2 separate regions of the Sus scrofa genome follow, and region 2 is linked to region 1. Evidence: chromatin contacts called from public HiChIP or PLAC-seq data. All regions are on one chromosome and are shown on one strand. Each heading gives the region's core, a stretch centred on a gene start, on an enhancer-like site or on the middle of the called end of the contact. The rest is flanking DNA. Distances are from core to core; before and after follow the strand shown.

Region 1 (3,672 bases), core at 904-3,403:
TAAAATTTTCAAGTAATAGGAATATAGAGGTTAAAGCCTAATACAGTAAAACAAACAGACCATCATATTCCAGCAAGAACTGTATAGATTAAGGCACGAGAGTAAACAAATGTTTCAAGATGAAATGGTTTTAGATAAGGAGAAAGACCATTTAAAATTCTTAAGAAACCAAGAATTTTTTTTTTTTTTTTTTTTTGTCTTTTTCCAGGATTGCACTCGTGGCTTATGGAGGTTTCCAGGCCAGGGGTCCAATTGGAGCTGCAGCTGCCAGCCCATGTCAGAGCCACAGCAACATAGGATCCGAGCCACATCTGCGACCTACACCACAGCTCATGGCAGTGCTGGATCCTCAACCCACTGAGCGAGGCCAGGGATCAAACCCACAATCTCATGGTTCCTAGTCAGATTCGTTAACCACTGAGCCATGACAGGAACTCCACTGTGTGTCTTCTTCAAGATCACTATCACTATGGTAAATGCATCTCCTTGACCATTAAGCATCTTCATGACAAGAAAGCTCTCTGGTTCCACAGGGAAAAAGAGAACAGTTCTCTTTCTCCTGAACCACTTCAACAACCCTTACACCCAATCAGTGTTGAACCAAAGGCACTATGGCAGTCACAGGATAACTGTGGCATATACCGTGAACTATCAATTTTCCTCAGAGTCCAGGAAAATCACTGAAAATTTAAAACAATTATGGACATATTATAGAGTGCTCTCTTCCGTGATATTAAAAGTAGTACCCCAATGGGCAAGTAGAGAAGCATATTCTAGGTATGTTTGTAACATGCTTCTGAAGCAAGAATGTCTTTTTAAAAAATCAGTAACAAATTAAAATTAAGCAAATACATTTCTAAATTCATTACAGCACAAAAATTACAATGCATCCATAGGTTAGTTTGGTGTATCAAATGAAAGAGAGGAATACTTTACTTCTTCCCTTACCAACATTTGTAATCAACTAAAGCACATGGTAAATATAGTATTAGGGTCTCTCTCTCTCTTTTTTTTTTTCCTTGGTCAAAGTGATTTTCAAAAGGGCAATGCCATTTCTAGTTATTTATCAAAACGAATGAGGATTTTTCATTTAAGGGCTTACATAATATTAAAAGTGAAGGTTAAAAAAATTCAAAAAATACGTTTCCTACTAGGTTGTCCTAATATAATAATACAAATGTCACTGGTACTGATGAGATATCAATATCAGATCCCAATATTTAAGTACTATTCACATCTAAATTCCAAAGGAGTTTGTGAACTCTCTGAAATTGAGTTTGAAAACTCAGTTTTGTAAAACACCATGTAAAACTGCTGTTTACCAAGAGCAATGACTATTTTTTTTGGCTGCACTTGTGGCACGTGGAAGTTCCTGGGCCAGGGATCAAATCCATGCCACAGGAGCAACCCAAGCCACAGCAGTGACAACACTGAATCCTTAACCCACTGTGCCACCGGGGAACTCCCTACACTTACTGTATACTTGGGGTGCTTAAAAAAAATACTGATCCCTAAGATTCTGGATCTGCTGGACTATGATTCAGAATATATTTTATAATCTATGTGGATGACTATAATGCAGCTTAATCTGACAACCACTAATCCAGTTGCTATAACATACTCGAACTAGGTCAAAAAAAAAATGCAAATACTTGTAGCATAAATATGTCTAAATATTTATATATGAATATAAATATATACATAAATAATTTTTTTGAGAGTTAAGTTTTATTTGGGGCAAAATAAGGTCTACAGCCTGGGAGGAAGCACTTCAGACAGCTCTGAAAAAATCACTCCAAAGAGGCAGGGTATGGTCTATATATGATTTTGGTGAAATGGGGAGGTCCATGCAAGCAAGCACACATTTTGGAGAAGGTCACTGCTAGTTTTGTGAAGGTTACTGCTAGTCACAAGGAACAGACATCATGAAGGATTTTAGTGCTTTTCTAGATATGAGGAGATGCCAGAACTGGACTCATAAAATCTTCTCCTGACAATACCTATCTGAAGATGTGTTCTGTCAGTTTTTCCAGAGCACAGAGTACCTCACTCCTATTCTTCACCCTGAGCTTCTTTCAGGGTGTGCTAAGGGTCAGGAGCTGCAGTGACTCATGATTTAATCTATGCAGAGGCATATGGCAAGTGCCAATTTCCAGTTCACACTGTTTGTCCCTTTGGCCCTGTGACCTGATGGAATGCAGAACTTGTTACAACCCATTTGTTTTGTGTCCTCATGGTGTTTCCTCATCAAAGACAACAGTGGCCTGAACTCACAGGAGGGCAGCCTGGGCCCAGCTGACAGTTCTTTGGAAGGGTACATGTGAAGTATAAATGCAGCACCACTTATACAAAGGGAGCACCAGGACACAAAATTTATATATATATATATATATTTTGTCTTTTGTCTTTTGTCTTTGTTGTTGTTGTTGTTGTTGTTGTTGCTATTTCTTGGGCCGCTCCCACGGCATATGGAGGTTCCCAGGCTAGGGGTCCAATCGGAGCTGTAGCCACTGGCCTACACCAGAGCCACAGCAACGCGGGATCCGAGCCGCGTCTGTAACCTACACCACAGCTCACGGCAACGCCGGATCGTCAACCCACTGAGCAAGGGCAGGGACCAAACCCGCAACCTCATGGTTCCTAGTCGGATTCGTTAACCACTGCGCCACGACGGGAACTCCCAAAATTTATATTTTGAATTTCAAACATACGACTAGGAATTAAAATCTTACCGATAGCTTTCCCCAACTGTTACTATCTCCACTTCACTGTCAGTTGAGGTAACATTAATTTCTTCATTGGCAGTGACCTGGGGAGTGGAGGAAGCTTCTATCACCACAACATCTTCATCAATACTTCCTGAAAACAAAAAGCAAAAACATTTAGAGGGCATATGCCTGTCAGCTAATTTATAGACAATTATTTTTATTTTGACTTTGAATATCACAATCCATTATAAAAGTAGAAAATCACATCTGCCGAACTTTTTTTTTTTTCTTTTCTAGGGCCACTCCTTCAGCATATGGAGGTTTCCAGGCTAGGGGTCTAATCAGAGCTGTAGCCACCTGCCTACACCACAGCCACAGCAACTTGGGGTCCGAGCCACATCTGCGACCTACACCACAGCTCACGGCAATGCCGGATCCTTAACCTGCTGAGCAAGGCCAGGGATCAAACCCGCAACCTCATGGTTCCTAGTCGGATTCGTTAATCACTTCGCCACAACAAGAACTCCTGCCAAACTTTTTAAAACCAGAGCTCACCACACATAGTGAAATCAGTACTTATTCACTTAATGTGCACATACTCCTGATTACTTCCTCTTATGATTTTTGTTTCTTCTTTAAAAACTTTTAGTAGTTTCCATATGAATTTGTATAATCTTATATTGAGATAGTAACACTAATATCTAAAAGTACTGATATAAAATTTTATGTAAGATATTTACATACTATATTAACTCTTTAATATCGAAAATAAAGATACTATGCTCACTGTATGTTTTCTTTGTTTTTTTAAATGTGATATGCTATTTTTTTAAGAAACACAGTAGACTTTTAGTTTTGTGCTATAAAATGTGTTAATATTTTTGTATGTGTTCTTTTATATAATAGCCTAAGTTTGGAAAGTGCTTCCTATTTAGAAGATTGTACATATTTGGTTCAATGTGTT
Region 2 (3,785 bases), core at 595-3,094, 140 kb after region 1:
TTTATTGCCGTATCCTGAGCATCTGACACTTAGTACCTACTTAATATATACTGTTGACTAGCTATGTGGAGCATTCAGATTTTTTGTTTGTTTTTAGGGCCACACCCATATCATATGGAATTTCCCAGGCTAGGGGTTGAATAGGAACTGTAGCCGCTGGCCTACACCACAGCCACAGCAATGAGGTATCCAAGCCATGTCTGCGACCTACACACAGCTCACAGCAATGCTGGATCTTTAACCCACTGAGCGGGGCTTCATGGATACTAGTTGAGTTTGTTACTGCTGAGCCACAATGGCAACTCCCCAGAATTTTTATAGTAGGGGTATAGGAGCTGCAGTCTGGTTGGAGTAGTGGTTAGAGTGGGGGGATCTGGGTTTTGTCTTGAAATTGCATTGGTGTAACCAACATACTTTTAAGACTGAATACTTATCAGTAACTTTGAGAGTATCTGGTGAGGGCTTGAGGAAGGCCAAAAGCCTCATAAGCCACCCCTTGGTGCAGTGACCAGTAAGAAATGGGACTGTTTAGAGATAGACTGCCCAGACCATCAGACTTAAGCCAAGGGGCTCATGCTCCCTGAGAGGAGATTCCTGCCTTAGGCATGATTATTAACCATCAAGTCATCTTTGCTCTAGCTCCAAGCTCATAAAAGCATATATTCCTCCTTGGATTTGCCAACAGGGTTAGGAAATAAGAGTATGAACACTGCTCAGTAGTTAAAATTTCATTGGTTTATTAAAGACTGCCTAAGTACATCAAACGCTCAAGCAAGAATCTGTCATTTGGATAGAGACCATTTTCTTTCTCTGAAGTTTCTAGTGATGTCCATCACCATATATTAATTCATTAATTTGCCCATCATGCTGCCAGCATTTGAGAGATGGAGTGGGGAGGAGACAGATCAGATAACACAGCAAGTAAGTGTCATATGGTGCATTCCTTAAGTATATAATGACTAAAAATCTGTAATATTATGATTCTGTAAAATAAGGAAGAACCCTTCAAAAAATCCAAATTTTCTTAAAATTATCATGTACCCATGAGCTTTTCAAATGACTTTCACTTTATTCTCCAAATGATCTGCCTTCCTTGGTCCACCTTTCTGGCCTCAAGAAAGATGACTTCACTGGGTCTTCATCACCTTGTATACATCATTACCACTGAACTGCTCAAACTTAGGCCAGATTGTGCACTAGGAAAGGCTTTCATGTGGGGGGCAATGTACAGTGTTGTCCCATCTAAAGACTTTGGAATGTGAAGAATTAGGGGTTCAAGTGAAAACTGTGCCATTTACTAGGTGGGTGCCATTATGGGCAGTTTATCTGTAAGTCCAAGAAGATCAACTTGGCTTACCTTGCGGGGCTGTTGTTAGGATTTAAATGACAAAAATACGTGTAGAACCCTGAACTAATTCTCATTAATTCTCTTGTTTTAGCAAATTCATATCATGGTCTCTAATTATAAAGCAGAAGAGGGAAGTTCTCGTTGTGGCTCAGCAGTAACGAGCCCGACTAGTATCCATGAGGATATGAGCTCAATCCCTGGCCTTGCTCAGTGAGTTAAGGATATGGTACTGCTGTGAACCGTGGTATAAGTCTCAGACGCAGCTGGGATCCTGTGTTGCTGTTACTGTGGCGTAGGCCAGCAGCTACAGCTCTGATTTGACCTCTAGCTTATGAACTTTGATATGCTGTGGGTGCGGCCCTTAAAAAAGCAAAATAAATGAATAAAAATAAAGCAGAAGAGAAAAAGTGAATTTGGAAATGTTGCTGGTTAAACAGAGAACTGAACGGGTACAGCTGCTGATGGCGAAATCTTAAGTCTAATTGGGCAAGATAAGGCAGTAAATAGTTCTCAAGCCTGAGTCCTACTCCAGGACATTCAGGGTGTGACCTAGGGATGTTCTTCTGCAAAAGTCCCCCTGAGAATTCGTATGCACAGCCAGGTTTGGGAACCACTATGGGGGCAGAGCTTAGAGTAGGTAAGACCCAATGCTCTTCCAAGACCAGCTGGCAATTTTATGGTTAGTAGAGTTTTCCTCACTGCTCCAACACGTCATTTTAGTTTTAGAAATACCATCTTTTGCCAGTGAGATGAGATGCTCTGATTAATTTTCTGGTTAACCAATGATGAAATAATTTGATGTAGTTGAATCACTGAGAGTAAGGGAAGAGGAACTTCAGCATCAGCTTTAGGAACTTGTGGCTTTCAGAACTAACTTGGTTGAGCTGTGAAGTACTACTACTATGTATTATTTGGGGAAACAGTACTTTGTTTTCATTCTAGTAACTGGAGAGTCACCTTCAACAAGAGTTACGGTCAGGTAACTCTTTTTAAAAAGATGAAGACACTAGATCCAGAGTTAGGAGCCTTGGAGTCTGGTTCTGATCCTGCTAGTTGGAACATATAATTTAACCTTTGTGGACCCTGGTTCCTTTATCCACAGATTTATGGCCTTTATGATTCCTGTCTGACTTCCATAAAAATGCAAAATATAGTCAACTCTCGTCATTCCAACTAATCACAGGAAACTAAAGGGGAAAAAAAAATCTTAGCACACAATGAGATAGCTAATACTTCATGCTTATTAATCTGTGTCATGCATGTTAAATGTCTTATGAGCTTGTTTGTCATCACAGAAGTTAGTATTACTGAGCGCGCAGCATGTGCTAGCATTGTATTAGGTAATTTACATGCATTAATTAATTCTAATAACAAGCTTATGATTTATGTATAGGCACTATTCCCATTTTAATGTGTGGAAACTAAGGAACAGTTTGCTCAGGATCATATAGATAGCAAGTGGTGAAACCAAGATTCAAACTTCAAATTATTTCATCCAGTGTAGGGGAGATATGACCAATGACCTATGTAGTACAGCTGATACCACAAAACAATTTCTAAACACATCCTCCTCCATATGACAAAATTATTTGCCATAATAAGCATTTTCCTTAATTGCTCTTGAATTTAAAAATAAATGTTCAATTTAAAAGATATTATTACAGTTCAGTGAAGTATTTTTTGTGTTAAACCAAAATTTATACTTATAAAGCAAATAGTACATTTTATAATTCTCACTCTGTTTAACTAGTTTTAAAATTTTAAACAGAAAAACCAAGTGGACACAGAATGACAGAAATGAGGTAACTCAGGGTCTGGTATTCAGTGTACAGTTCTTGTGTATGTTTTGTTAAATTTATATTTAAATAGTACAGTTGATGCTATTATAAATGGAATTTTTAAATTTCAATTTTCAATCATTTGTTGCTAGTATATAGAAGTACAATTTTTAACATTTTGAATAAAATTTACAAATATGCACACATTTTAAGTATACAGTTTAATAAGTTTTGATAAGTGAACACACCCAAGTGACCACTACCATTTTTTGAGATGCAGAATATTTTCATCACTAGAGGTTTTACTTGTGCCCTTTCCTGGACATGGCAGTTCATCTCTTCAGGCCCATGCAACCATTTATGTGTTTTCTATCACTGGACATTTTGCTTCCTAGAGTAATCTTCTTTTGTATCTAGCTCCTTTTGTTTAGTGTAATGTTTTTGCAGTTCAGCCATATTGCTTTGTATATCAGTAGTTCTTTTTGTTGCTGTGTAGTATTACACTGTTTGGATGTATTACAATTTTTTATGCATCTGCCTTTTGATGAAAATTTGAGTTGCTGACAGGTTTTGGCTATAATAAAACTGGTATGAATATTTGTGTACAACTCTTTGCACATGTTTTCATTTCTCTTGAGTAAATATCTAGGAATGGAATT

What was found. HiChIP or PLAC-seq counts read pairs in DNA pulled down with a chosen protein or histone mark.
Region 2: an H3K27ac HiChIP or PLAC-seq map of alveolar macrophages shows a contact between it and region 1. The contact joins two enhancer-like sites. A contact is called at or near these places in 1 of 47 Hi-C or Micro-C datasets (epiblast stem cells) and 1 of 2 datasets of contacts at active chromatin or transcription factors (alveolar macrophages).

The regions. Positions count from the first base shown.
Region 1 is chr1:112,993,903-112,997,574 of Sscrofa11.1, forward strand. RNF111 (E3 ubiquitin-protein ligase Arkadia) reads right to left here. Exons shown (of 14, transcript XM_013992925.2): 3 at 2,733-2,859. Among named protein-coding and RNA genes, the nearest start is that of CCNB2, 54 kb to the left of the region's middle. Within about 2 kb of position 2,154, at least 2 of the 83 cell types and tissues checked have an H3K27ac peak or open chromatin away from gene starts, as enhancers often do. A contact at or near this core is called in alveolar macrophages, where this site is marked.
Region 2 is chr1:113,138,052-113,141,836 of Sscrofa11.1, forward strand. SLTM (SAFB-like transcription modulator) reads left to right here. Exons shown (of 21, transcript XM_021073623.1): 21 at 1-2,553. Among named protein-coding and RNA genes, the nearest start is that of SLTM, 55 kb to the left of the region's middle. Within about 2 kb of position 1,845, at least 3 of the 83 cell types and tissues checked have an H3K27ac peak or open chromatin away from gene starts, as enhancers often do. A contact at or near this core is called in alveolar macrophages, where this site is marked.